Regions from separate parts of the Mus musculus genome. Here all the other regions are linked to region 3. The links are chromatin contacts, called in public Hi-C maps. All regions are on one chromosome and are shown on one strand. The core of a region is the stretch at or near the end of the contact, and the rest is flanking DNA. Distances in the headings are between cores, read along the strand shown. Region 1 holds the start of G630093K05Rik (RIKEN cDNA G630093K05 gene). Region 2 overlaps Gm35991 (a long non-coding RNA gene). Region 3 holds the start of 4930471G24Rik (RIKEN cDNA 4930471G24 gene).

Region 1 (4,358 bases), core at 1,726-4,225, 240 kb before region 3:
GAAAATGTTGTATTAAGTGAAGTATCTTATACCCAGAGAGACAAATGTTACACATTCTTATGCACGTGTGGATCTTAGCATCGAATCTTTAAATTTGTTTGATGAATTTGGAGTACCTATAGAGACCATGAAACTAGAGAGGGAAAATTGGTATGAAAAGGGAGAGAGATCCTTGGAAAGGAGTGACATACAGGCTAAAGGAGAGAGGGGTCTGTATGACTATACATACATTCTCCCTTCTAGCAGAAGATTCTTGAGCTCTGGCCCTTAACTGAGGACCTGTGGGCTGAGGATGGCTTTTGGGGGAGGGAGGGTTGGTTGTCTTTAATAGTGTAATTCTTGGCAGGTCAACCATGAGTTACTGGGTGGCCTCACACCCAGAAATATATGGAAAGCACAAATTGGAACTAATAAGTTATTAATCTTTAAAAAATTATATATATATATATATATACATATATATATATATATGTGTGTGTGTGTGTGTGTGTGTGTGTGTGTGTGTGTGTGTGTGTGTGTATTCCCACAAAAGAATTACAGGGGATTATGTTTATTCCAGAAACAATATATTAGCCAAAAAGAACTCATTGCCAACTGTGAGATACCTCTCCTCAGAGAGTTGGTCAGGGGTGTCCCCAAATAATATAGCTATTGCCATTATTCTTAGTTGAATACAGAACTTATTGGTAATACTCTATTGCAGATGCCATACATGTTGAACATGGAGAAATCAAGTCAGTGCTGACTAGGAAGTTCCTCCCTGCTAGCTAGCTCTAATAGTAAAAGGAAAGTTCTATGTCAGCTACTGGAAAATTAGGGCAATGTCTTCAACAGTCTTACCAAACTGTGGCTCCTGAAATCTGCAATAATGACCAAGGAGGCAAAATATGTCCATCGGTGCAATAGTGGCACAAATTTGTAGAGGTAACCAAACCTTCCTCATTGAGTTTAAGTCTTGTTCTACCAGAGGAAACACAGGCCTGAAACTGAAAATCTAGCCAAGAACACTACTTGGTGAGCTCAGTGGCCCCAGAGGTAAACCTACTATTAGTTCGTTAAATGGATCTAGTATCAAACTCTTCTCTAAGTTCACAGGTCTCTGCTTTCATATTAGTACAGTCCTCAGTTCCTAAAAGAGAAGTTTCATTGCGCAGTAGATGGTGGTTGACAACAGATTCACAACTGGTCAAAGATCAGAGAATACAAGAGATCTCAATCACAAAGAGGGTGTCTGCATCACACTCTCTCCCCAAGGCCTGGGGACCATCAATGGAAGGAAGACTATAAGAGCTGGAGGTGAGGGAGGACCAAAGTGCAACAGTATCTTCTGCAAACATCAGGGCCACTGGTCTCATGAACTCCTATCAGCTGTACTTCTCTGTGCAAGGTCAAGCTAGTCAACCTTACAGCTTAGAGTGGGAAAGGATCCATAAACCCTAACTCCTAACTGAGGATCTATGGACTAATGGTGGCATCTGGGGAAAGATAAGAGAGATGGAGTCCATTTTCTTTAATGGTGTGGCTCTCGAGCCGTTTGATGAACTCACACCAGGGAAAGCACAAATTTGAGCCAATGGATTATTATTACTTTTTTAAAGAAATGAAATATGGCAGGGAATCTTGGAGTGGTTCTGGGAGGAGTTAAGGGAAGAGTTGGGGATGGATATGATAAAAATACATTGTATGGAATTCTCAAATAATCAATAAAGATACTTATCTTAAAAATTCAGGCATGGTGGCACAGAGCCATAGTCCCAACACTTGGGAAGCTGAGGTAAAAGAACTGCATCAAGTTCCATGTTATCTTGGACTATATGATGAGCTCAAGGCCAGCCAGGGGTACATATTAATTAGTAAGATGCCATCTCAAGAAAACAAAAACTCCAAATAAAATAGAGAGTTGGGAGTCTGTGTGGAGAGACACTTCCTGAAGTTCTTTCTCATCATCTGGATATTAAGAGAGAGCAGATTTAAGTACAGCTGACCCTTCCTGGTCATGGTTTCTGAACTTATGGTCTTAACCAATGTGGATTGAAAGTATTCAAAAAATTTCTATCTGTACTGACTATGTGTAAACTTTTTCTTGTCACTCTGAAGAATGCAGCATAATACTTTCTTACATGGTATTCATATCTTCCTCAGTATTATAAGTAATTTAGAAGTTATTCCAAGTATGTATGAGGACATGTGTAGATCATATACAAATGCTTTTTAATACCCGAGGTATGCTTAGGTCTGAATATACTTGTTCTTTATAATTCCTTTGTACCAGTGCTATCCCCAGAGTTGGACTATGTAGCTTGGCAGAATCTATAGCCAGTGCCACAAACATGACTGAAGAGTTGCTTTTCTTTGCAGATTTTTGGAGTAGCTCTTCTCGTCCCTTAATAGAAATGAAGAGACAAGAGAAGGCAGGAGAGGTTTGCTGCACTCTGAAATCTCAACAACAAAACAAAACAAACCAAAAACCCAGCAACTATCTTAGCAAATGCTTGTTAACAGCAGTCATTCAAAGCACAGTTTCACAAAGATTAGCCTGGATCCTTGTAAGCCTATTTCAGCAGCAAAGCCATTTGTACTTCTTGCCCATGGGAACAGCTGCTATTTCGTTACTTGATTGGAGAGAATCAGACCCCTTTTGTCCTTTTCCCCTGGGCTCTGAAACCATCTCACCAGGGCAGTGGAATCACAGCCAGATTTCGCTTATTTTATTTCAAGCCAATTTACTGTCCAAACCAGGTCTCTAAAACATGGCACTGGTGCTAACTGCACCATTCACGTCATGCCTAGAAATGTGACCCTACCACCAGTTTGCTGCAGCCCCTACCCATCCCTGAAATAGACTTTCTGTCTCCACAAATGAGAAGAGGTCACTTTACCCACTCAGTGAAACTCTCCAGATGTTCCCGGTTGGATGGCACATCTGTCCCGTGTCCCTTCTGTGTTTTCAGAGCACCCCAAACAGAAATTTGAATGAACTAGAAACTCAGTGTCTGAGAAAGGTCTCTATGCACAGTTGCCCTCATTGACATGCCATTGGGGGCTGGTGGAGAGTCAAGGGCAACGGAGAGAGAGCCAGCCAAGAAGTGACTTCATAGGAAAAGGACATGCTGCACAGAGAAGTGTTCCCTGTGTGGAAATGTTACCGATCAGAATTCTGGGATGATACTACACTCTGTATAATGAGAAGATTATCTAGATTTTTGAGTTGAATATTACTGGCATCAAAGGGCAATGATTACAGAGATAACCCCAAGCGAACGTGAACTTCATCTCATCTCTCCTCCCCAAACTTGGAAATGCCAGACTCGTTACATGAGGCTAAATCATGCAGAAACACTCCAGCTGTCTGAGAGTCTGTGTGCACTGCCAGCATCTCCAGTGTTCCCTTTGTTTCCAATAGTAACTCCAGAAGACCTGCCTGGTCTTGAGGGGCTCAGTGACCTCTAAACCCTCTCTATTCTTCCTCACTCAGAGAGAGGGGGGGGGGAGAGAAAGTTACTTAGATTTATTCCAAGCGGAACATCCAAGCTCGAACTTCCAAAACCTTCAGTAACCTCAGAGAAGTGTCAAATGGCTTTTCCCAAAAGCACGTGACAATATTTGTGCCTCTCGTATGGAAGAGGAGCACGTATGCTTGGAACACACTGAATCACTTTAGGAAGCACTTTAATATCAGGCTGGCCCTGTTCAAGTGTGTGCCCTTGAGCAAGCCATGTATTTATTGGGCTGTGTCTGACCATATCCAACTACAGAGTGAGAAGGGAGGGGAGCAATTTAACTGAGAGTCTGTGAAAGTGAAGTCACTGAAGCGTCTGCCTTGGAACTGATTCAGTATTATGCCATGCTGGCCTTGGAACTCACTCAGTGTTATGCCATGGTGGCCATAGGTCACCTACCATCCTTTTCATCCTGCATGGGAGACCATGGACTCTGCCATTGGGGACAACCCCTGATGACAGGTTTTGCATTACATTCTGCTTCGGGGACACAAGAGGTAAAGCATGACTTTTCTGGGTTTGGTGTGCCCCCAATCTGATAGACCAGCCACGGAGAGGCCATTTACAGCCACCTCTAAGTAACTCATAGGAAACTTGGGCACTGCTAAAAGTTACTCAGGATGCCACCAAGGCATATAATGACCTGAACAACCACAAAGTTAAAGTGTTTTAGAAATATTGTATACATCATATACATCAAAGCTTCTTAAACTGAGGGTTGTGATCCTATATGGGTTAAGGTATGCGAACATGGGGTGGGTCTTGAGAATTATTGATAATGTACATCAATAGTACACGGTTTCTGAATGCACAAGGGCCACAAACTGTTTCCCTGCACGCCTGGTTCTGCACACACAT
Region 2 (4,366 bases), core at 223-2,722, 180 kb before region 3:
ACTGCAAAATAATAACAATAAATATCTATCAGAAAGCACTGGTGGCCTGAGAATGGATTGATAGTTTCTGTCTTTGTGAACGTTAAATTGTTGTAGGCCTCTGGGAGAGACAGCATCTGACGAGGAAGGCTTCAGTGTGGTTGAGCAAGGGGGTATTGTATAGAGAAGTCCCTGAGTGGTGCTAAGCCAGCTACTGTGAGGGTCCCAAGGTGGCATCTTTTTGGATAAACTCAAAGATCAAGGTCAAGTTCATGAGACCGAGTGCTGCTGTGGACTTTGGAGTCTGTGGACCGGAATGTGGCAGGAGAGTCATTATCATACCCATCCCAGGCATCAGCAACCTTCCAGGTTTACTCTAGAGTGTCTTACCCTTACATGCTGGGATACCAGAGTGCTTATCCTAATGGTAGGGATTAGCTGGATAATCAGCATAATTGACCTGGTCCCCATCCTGAGCACCGTCTCTAGGGGGAATCTAGGGCTCTATAGTCTATAAGAGCCTGTGTTTATTTGTCATTGAAATGGTTAGGAGGTAGCTAGGCAAAACATCAGGCAGGGCTCTAAGATGGCAGAAATGGATTCCAGGGACAGGCAAGCAGGGATGTAGGCTCCAATGCATGTCTAAGACATTCAAATACAGCAGAAAGGCTGATGTGTTTGTTTGAAGTCCAATTCAAGCACAGCATCCAAACAAGCTAGTAATCAGGCCTTGGGGGAAGATTCGAGGAAATGGACTCTAAAGGAAGTACCATTGGTGCAGTAATTGGGAGAATTGATTAAATGGGTGTGGAACCCCAAAAGGCATAATTAGGATCTTAAATTTTGGGGAGGCCTGACTACGATCACCTTCATGATGGTACCTGTAAGGTCAAGGCACATTTAACACTTTTAACAAATGCTTCGAGATGTCTCATGGTTGGGATTCCTGGAGATCTGAATGGGACTTGCATTGAGAAGACTATGTTCAGCTGAGTAGTTCCCAGTGGCTGTATTAGGTCGGGGGTGGGGATAGCAGTAATCAGTATATGGTGCTGTCTCCCTAGCCTCTGACACTGCAGAATCTCTGGGCTCAGACCTAACAGATTCTGTGCGGTGGACCTTCCCTTTAAGGGAACCCTCTGATTTCAGAGCCCCTGGGTGCCGTTCCCAGGCTAAGGAAGCAATGAATGCATTAAGAGCTTTAGAAATAACAGCCTCAGCAGCTTGACTCTTCCTTCTATTATTCAGGGAGAAGGGTTGTCAGAGGCATCTTTCCCAGGAGGGTCCTGCCAACCTCTGAGAAGCAAACCCTGTGGGGCAGAAAGGATGTGGCCACTCAGCAGTTACCTTGGTTTCCAAGAAATGTCTCCACCCTTCAGTTGCTTCTGAAAGTCTGTCTGTTTCCCTGTTAAAGGGAAGGCATGCTGAGTTCTCTTCTCAGCTTATAAATTATGCTGTATTAAACGCTGGCAACAGTTTCGCTCTCTCTGTGTAAACATGAGGCAGTGCAGAATGGGAAGGGGGTGGGAAGGGCTGGCTGCCAGGACCCAGTGGAGACTCGTGAACAGCTCTTTGAATGTCGGATGGTGTTCACACCAGCATTAGGAGTGGGCTCCCCAATACCTGTCTTCAGCCAGGCCTTTTTACGTTATGAGTGCTGATACCACCCGGGTTTGTTTGTGTGTGAAGTACACGGTCGAATAAATTCTGTGATTCAAGTAGCCCCAAGAAACATACCTCTTTTCAAAAAGAAAAAAATAAAATTCAGTATTCATTTATAACACCTGAAATTCTAATGTGGATTCATTTGGAAAGTTATAATGAAATTCTAATATTTCTCAATTGATCAGTTCTAAATATTCTCTATATAAATTTGAATATTCTCACTTACTCTGTCATTCATTAGGAGGAAAGGAACACTGAGAACAAAAGCAGGAAATAACACCAGGAAGATCTTTTGTTCAGCTCCCTGGGTTTGTTTTAGAGATCATTTTATGCTGCCCTGTTTTCAATGGGCAAGAACACCCTTTAAAGTAAAAGAAGAACTTTTAAACACAGAATATACTACCTTCCATTTTGAAAGCTGGATGTGGCAGTCAATACCTGTAACCCCAGCATTTAAGAAGCTGAGACAGGAGGGCCACTGGGTTTTATGTAACATGACAATCTCTCTCTCTCTCTCTCTCTCTCTCTCTCTCTCTCTCTCTCTCTCTCTCTCTCTCATTTTAGATGTTGACATTTCTCATTGGAATAGGAAACGTGAGGAACATCCACCATTACAAGCAGCTCACGGGACTGGAGAGTGGTGCCCAGTCTCTTAGAAGGAGGACACCCTGACTGAACAGCTCCCGCTGCAGGAGATGAAACTCCTGTTCAAACAGACTTACTGGACAGAGACATCGCTAGCTTCTATGAGGAGTGTAAGGTGAGTTTCAGGGCTACCTGAACCACGGGCTCCGGACCTCCAGAGCCCCTTCCCCTTGCCTTCTTAGCACTACATGGCTCCAGCTTCAACAGTAAAAGGAGAAGAGTGGATAAGGGCAGTGTGGTTGTCAGAGCATTGGTTCCATCTTAACACACCTACAATGTTAGTATTATTTAATCCCAAGATACCATCATCCATACGGCTATAGTTCTTCCTTGTTCACAACTGTGAGTTTAAAGAATTTCTCATTAGCTTCATTCCACTTGGTCTATGTGGTCATCAAGGTCTTAGAGCCTACAGATGAGTGGTACTCACAGTTTGATTCAGGCTCAAAGCCTGAACCAAGTGGTATAAGGAACAGAGATGAGTTGAGCCTAAGGACTTAATGGCAACTTCAATGATCTCCTTGTGGTGCAGTGTGGAAGATTCTCATAACATAAGGTGGCTTGGTTTAGGAGGTCAACTGTGATGTCATATCTCAGTTAGTAAAGCTATAAGGACTGAGGCAGGATCAGAGGCATGGAGAATTCCTTTAGCCTACTCAAGCCAGACCTTCTTTTCTCTTTGACCCTTCGGCCATCTCTCAGTCCTTTCTCTAGGCATGGAAGATTCTAGTTTGAAAACAACCATTAGACATAGGATAGCACCAATTAATTCAACTAACCCATGGCTACAGAAGGCTGGGGACTGTCCTCTTCAAAGGCCAAGACATGCTGAGCTTATGCCCGAGGTTATTTGCCAGATGGTGGTTCACTTTCACGGTGTCATGGAAATGCTTCTTCATCTGCTCATGGAAAGGAACCCAGAAACATGGTTTGCAAGTGGATGGCAACACAAAGCAGACCACTGCATTACCTGACAGAGAATTTCTGAAGGGAAAACTACATATAAGAAACTCAAGTGGAATGTTGTACATGTCCTTTACTGCCAATATAGGAAATATGCTTTAGATTTATGTACTTTTAATATTATTATGTCTGTATTCATTTATTTGTGGTGTGTGTATGTGTGTGTGTGTGTGTGTGTGTGTGTGTGTGTGTGTGTGGTCTAAAGGCAACTTGAGATAGCCAATTCCTTCCTTATGCCATGTGGTTTTGGGGAGCTTGAACTTGGATCATCAGGTGTGGCCACAAGTGCTTCTACTCTAGCTGGCTCCTAGTTTTATGGGTTTTGTGGGAAAAAAAATCTCAAAGAAGTTAAAAAAGTAAACAAATTAACATTTATGTCCTGACACTCTCTGGCTTGTTCACTCTTCTTTCTTTCTTTCTTTCTTTCTTTCTTTCTTTCTTTCTTTCTTTCTTTCTTTCTTTCTTTCTTTCTTCTTTCTCTCTCTCTCTCTCTCTCTCTCTCTCTCTCTCTTTCTTTCTTTCTTTCTACAGTGCCTCTCTTTATTTGAAATTCTGTTCTGTAAGAGCAGTCATAATTCTCATCATGGAGTCATTAGGGACAGAATTAGTAGTTACAATGAAAACCATTAAACCAAGAAGAGTCATTAGGCGCAATCAGGATAGGGTGACTGAGTGAGTGTCTGTGGGTCACACATGAGATGTGCTCTTTGCTAGCTTTCTGGAAAGGCAATGGAAACTAGTGGTGGCCATTTTACTGAAAAAAACATCTTTAGGAGAACTGTTTTTCTTTTACTTCCTGCGAAATTGCTCAGGGACCGTTTGGTTGACCAGTAGGACAAGTTCAATAGCTAATGCTCTTTCTTCTTTAAGGCCATGACCTATAGCAGCATTTGCCCTAGAGCATGCATTCTGACAGACAACCAAATCAGGCAACAGCATATATACACTTAACCCTTTTCTCTCCAAAGTGCTTCTGTGTCTTTATGAACTAGCCCTGCTTCGAGTGCTGAGTCAATCCTCACCAGGCTTATATATCATATGATATATAATATACATTATTATATATTATATTATATATAATGTATATTATATAATATACTATATATATATGAAA
Region 3 (4,928 bases), core at 2,034-4,533:
TGTATAGACTATACAACCCCAAGAATTAACCCAAATATAAAGTATAAGGGACATATAGTAACAATGTGTTAATGTGTGCACCTCATTCATAAAATGTAGCATGCTGCTAGAGAACATTGATAGGAGGGTGTGCCTGTGTGTAAACAGAGATATAGAATACAGCTCTACTCTTTCTTTCAATGATGCTACAAACCTTAAACTTAGCACTCTCTAAAGGAAAAGAAAAATTGATGACAGACAAGGGGATATGAGTCATATATCAACAAACTTCACCCCAATTGAATCCCATCTTGACACAACACAGCAACAAGAAAGCTAAGTTTCTATTATGAAGTATAAACTCTTCTAACCATTCATTTATAATCCCATCAGGACCTACAAATAATTGTTCAATATTATTCCTCCTTGTACCTTACCACTTAATCAAAATATTAAAAAAAATACTTCTTCACTTATTGGCTTATTCAAGTCTGCACATTTGTCCCAGAGACTAGAGTCTCAGTAAGTAATGAATAAAAGACAAAGAATATCATTTCCCTGTAGAGCCTACATTCTTCATCATCGGGGTGAATGAGGGATGACAAGGAGCCAACAGCAATTTATTATTGATTTTAAAGTCTCCCCATGTAGAATAACAGGAATGACAGAAAGGGTTATGAAAAGCTTCTTTCAACATCAAATAATGACACCACATCTCCCAGACATCCTTTTGTTGCCCAGTGTGGCAGAAGCATCATTTGAGACCCGCCTTTAGAATGCCAATCATGCTGTGGCCCTCCACAGATCTGCTGCATTGGGAAAGGATCTGTACTTCACCACACAGAATGTGGAGGCAAAAGATCCTGCCGAGGATTGTCGCTAAGGGGCTGCTCTCCATAAATTAATTATCCAATATTAACCCTAGTTTCAAAAGGCAAGGGGTCTCTCTCTCTCTCTCTCTCTCTCTCTCTCTCTCTCTCTCTCTTTCTCTGTCATCTGCATAAAAGGGAGAAGGACACCCTGATGGTTGGGTAATGGCCACCCCGTGCCTTATGTACACACCAGCCATACTGTGATGTTAAGTAATATCTGGTTTATCTTTTCAATTTTATACTTTCTTCTCCCCTTATCCCTTCCTGTTTTCTATAGTGATATTTATTCTTTCTGATATGCCTCCATTTCTTTCATGAGGATACAAGGAAAGTATCAAAGGTATCAGGTTGTCCTCACTTTTAAAAGTACACAACTAATAGGCACTTCTTCCCTATCACCAGGCAAAGACTAGAGGCACTGTTTATAGAGGGGTGTGCCTCAACCTCACATCCCCACATCCCTTTTCCCCCTTCTAATTCATATCAAGCCCCCTGACTCCCTCTCAAATTCATTACCTCTTCTTTGTTATTGTTACATTATCTTACATGTATGTGTGTGTATACATATATATATGCATACAAGTAAAAATGTACACACACGCATACATACACACACACATACATACTGCTAAGTCCTTTTAGCATTGCTCTTACATATATGTGCTTAGGGCTTATAACCTATCAGCTGAATTACTGCTGGAGAAGACCTATTCTTCCTCTATAGGAAGTCTTTAATTGCCTATAGCACTTCAGCTAGGGATAGGAACCCTGTAGGATTCCCTCCATTCACACTGGTATACCAGTTGGTGCTGCTATTATGCAGGACATGCTTAGACAATGATTTCATGGGTGCAGTTTTCCTATTGCATATAGAAGACACTATCTTGCCGCAGTATCCTAGGCCTCTGGCTCTTACAATCTTTCCACACCCTCTTCTGTGATGTTCCCTGAGCCTTACGTGCAGGAGTTGTGTTGTAGTTATATTATCAGAGCTGGGCACCTCATGGGCTACATTCACTACATTTTAGAACAGTGATGGATATGGACACCATTACAGAAATCCGCCATCTTTGTTACCTCCCTCTTGCTGTTTGTAATATTTGCAGTCACTTTCGAATACATGTAGTCCTTGGCTGGTTTTCAAAGAACTGGAAGATCCTCTGAGTTCCTGATGGCAACATAACTGAGATAAATTTCTTCCGTTCCCACGTGCAAGTGATCATAAAAGGAATGGGAAAAGCAAGCATTTAAGAGACTTTATTTTCGAGAAAATGTGAATGCCTGTACCCTTCAATTTCAAACTGAAGGCAAGCAGCCTGGTATATACACTTCTCAGAGGTGGGAGGTTAGACTTTCACTCCATGGAAGCAATATACCACTGTGTACAATAGGATTCTGAAACAAGAAGACAGCATAGACAACCTGTTCTGTCCTAGCTTGAAGCTGTATAGAATAATGGGGGAAATAAACATATAAGCAGAGTTACCATTTAAGAAACCATTGCAGAATTTCCCTGGTATAGCTAGTCCCTTCCTCTACTTCTGGTAGAACTAAATGCTTAAAAAAAATTCCATAGTAGACTTTTGACTGTGGCTTTTCAGTTTATTTACCTCAACCCATCATCTCAACTTCAAAATAGGAAATGAATGCTTAAGAACCAAACCAAGAAGCCAGGGAGAAGACCAAAGTAAACAGCTTCTTCCCAGCGCTGACCTTGACAATTGGCCTGGCCTGGTACCAGTCACTGCGGCTGGAGTTCTCCTGTGAGAAAGGCAGATGTTTTCTTCCTTCCACCCTTGGGGTCTGCTCTCTGACCCAATTTAAGTTGCAAGGTGTACACACCTAGAGAGAGGGTTGAAAAAAACAGATATCTGGGGAATGGAGTGCCAGGACGTAGTACCCACAGAAGAACAAATTCCTCTTTCGGCGGGCAGCCCTGCATGTGCGCAGGTCACAGCCAGGCTTTCTCGTTAAAATGAAAATGCCTGCTCACCTTGCTTTCTGGTTTGCATGACTTCTTTCTTCAGGAAGTCTTTAGAGGCAGAATATAGGTATGCACAATGGAGAACATCTTGCGTTGTTAGATTGTTTTAAGTCATTAGACAGTTCAACTAATGACTAATCAGTTATTGGTGAGACAAACCAGAAGTGAGGGAGACATTTTCACAGCAAAGCCGGACGCTTACTGATCTGTGATCAGTTAGCTAGGGAAGACTTTTATTAGCCAAAACCACGAGACCTCTGTCTCCTACATATCTTTTAGCTTCAAAGTCTAGAAAGTCAGCAGTTGTCCGTCAGGAAGTTGCCCACAGTGCAGGAGGCACAAAACACCAATTTATCAAATACCTATGCCTTGCCATAACCTTATTCTGGCTGCTGCCCAACCTGAGCTCTGCAAGGACCAGCCTGCCAGCCCGGAGGAGGAGATCCTCAGAGGTTGACGGCCGATGGGCTCCCCCTAGAGGCCAATTGATGCTTCGGAGCAATGACGGCACCATGGCAGGTTGCCAGGAAACCAACTCCTTGGAGCCAGGGCAGAAAAACACAGGAGCAGAGGGTCCCCTGTCAGCGCATTGTTTGGTTAGAGGATTTCATCTCTCTGGAGGGCATAGCTGAGTGCAGATCCCGTCTAAAACCAAGGAGAAGAGGGACTCTATTAGTCCCAGCGGGGGAGCTTCTTTTATCATCATCATCATCATCATCATCATCATCATCTCTCTGCTTCTTGGGGGCCACCTCCTTCCCTTGCTTTGCTTACACTCCTGGTATTTATTTTCCATAGCAGCTCTTGCAAAGGCAAGGCAGAGCTGGAGGGGAGCCCTGTGTTCAGGAAAGTAAATGGCTGAGCTCCAGCAGTCAGCAGAGCAATGTGCATTTGGTTCCTGCAGCTTCATACCTACCGAGCTCCTTTTCCTTTGAAAGAGCTCGGCCTTGGTTTTCTTTTTTTCCCTCAGCAAGATACCATAAGGTTTTAGAAAACGCAACTTATAAGCGAAGGCTCTAAAGAAAACTCACACAGCATTTTCTGTGATTATTATGTTTAGGTAGCATTTTAAGATGTGTGTAGTTATAAGTGTTGCTGGAGCCAAATCTTTCATAATACTGATTATTCTTTGAATGGTCTTCATATACTTTAGGATGGATTTTAGAATTGTCTCCCTAACCCCCTCAGCTCTGTGTTGCCAAGCCTCTTGCTAGGTGTGAACTCCCTGTGTGTGTTATTTATAGCATCACTCTTTCCCTCTCATACTTTCTCTTTCCTGTTCCATTTGCTGTTTCAGAATGCATTTGTGTGTCAGAGGTCCTTCAGGACAGCTAGGCCACTAAGAATAGAGTGCAGCCTATATTATTTATAGAAGCAGGGCCACACCCAAGAAGTTGGGGAGTGAGAGGCTGAGGAAGGGCTAGGGGCCCAGACAAGTCTGTCCCCATCAGCCCTCGGGGAGGGGCACAAATGAACAAGTGGGAGCTTGCAGGAGAACTCGGGGGAATGAGGTCAGGCGCACCCAGCCTGAGGTGAGTGTCAGGACGAGCTGGTGCAGTCAGCAGGAGAATCTTGCCTCTGCCTCTGGTGATCAAGCTGAGTTAGCGCAGGTTAGCAAGCTGAGTTAGCGCAGGTTAGCAAGAACACAGGGTGCCCAAGAAAGAGGTAGACACACGGCAAGGACTGAGAAGGTGAAACAGCCTGTCTCCTCTCTGTCTGCCTCTCTCTGGTAGCATCTAATCATGACTGAACTCACCTGTGTTTACGGTGTCTTGGTTCTACTTTCCGAACGGTGCAAATGCTGCTTTGGGTCAACTCTAACCTGGAGCCATAGAAGGAAAAAAGGATTCTGAGAGCCAGGCTGATCTGAGACAAAGCTGAGTATTTGACATTCAGCTTTCTATGCCGCGTACGCAATTATAAATTTCTTATTTACCTATCTATAAAGACCTACATTGAAGCACCAACCGAATTTCCTCCTGAGGAACTTGGAAGTGACAACTTGAAGACACGATAGCCTGTGTACCAACAGCTGCCTGGGAGCCTTCGTTGGGGGTCAGAGTTTAGTTGGCTGTGGGCCCCTTGCAGACCCT

The links. A called contact is a pair of places that touch in the nucleus more often than the background predicts.
Region 1: a contact with region 3 is called in a Hi-C map of embryonic stem cells, with 4 times the contacts expected there. The contact joins the promoter of G630093K05Rik here to the promoter of 4930471G24Rik in region 3. A contact is called at or near these places in 1 of 39 promoter capture datasets (embryonic stem cells), 2 of 15 datasets of contacts at CTCF or cohesin (both in embryonic stem cells), 46 of 484 Hi-C or Micro-C datasets (Sertoli cells, cerebral cortex, differentiating embryonic stem cells and 11 more) and 5 of 115 datasets of contacts at active chromatin or transcription factors (astrocytes, embryonic stem cells, neural progenitor cells and 1 more).
Region 2: a contact with region 3 is called in a Hi-C map of cerebellum, with 1.9 times the contacts expected there. The contact joins the enhancer-like site here to the promoter of 4930471G24Rik in region 3. A contact is called at or near these places in 8 of 484 Hi-C or Micro-C datasets (cerebellum, embryonic stem cells, liver and 4 more), 3 of 115 datasets of contacts at active chromatin or transcription factors (all in embryonic stem cells) and 1 of 9 other capture datasets (embryonic stem cells).

What each region holds. Positions count from the first base shown.
Region 1 is chr13:47,909,052-47,913,409 of GRCm38.p6, reverse strand. It overlaps G630093K05Rik (RIKEN cDNA G630093K05 gene), which reads right to left and starts at 2,975. Exons shown (of 3, transcript NR_045156.1): 1 at 2,884-2,975. All of the region lies in intron 2 of Gm40938 (a long non-coding RNA gene), which reads left to right.
Region 2 is chr13:47,845,682-47,850,047 of GRCm38.p6, reverse strand. Gm35991 (a long non-coding RNA gene) reads right to left here. Exons shown (of 3, transcript XR_382321.2): 2 at 3,069-3,188. Gm52029 (a long non-coding RNA gene) reads left to right here. Exons shown (of 3, transcript XR_003950538.1): 3 at 2,209-2,579. Among named protein-coding and RNA genes, the nearest start is that of Gm35991, 4.0 kb to the right of the region's middle. Within about 2 kb of position 1,472, at least 26 of the 459 cell types and tissues checked have an H3K27ac peak or open chromatin away from gene starts, as enhancers often do. A contact at or near this core is called in cerebellum, where this site is marked.
Region 3 is chr13:47,665,905-47,670,832 of GRCm38.p6, reverse strand. 4930471G24Rik (RIKEN cDNA 4930471G24 gene) reads right to left here and starts at 3,283. Exons shown (of 2, transcript NR_153835.1): 1 at 2,845-3,283; 2 at 2,440-2,693.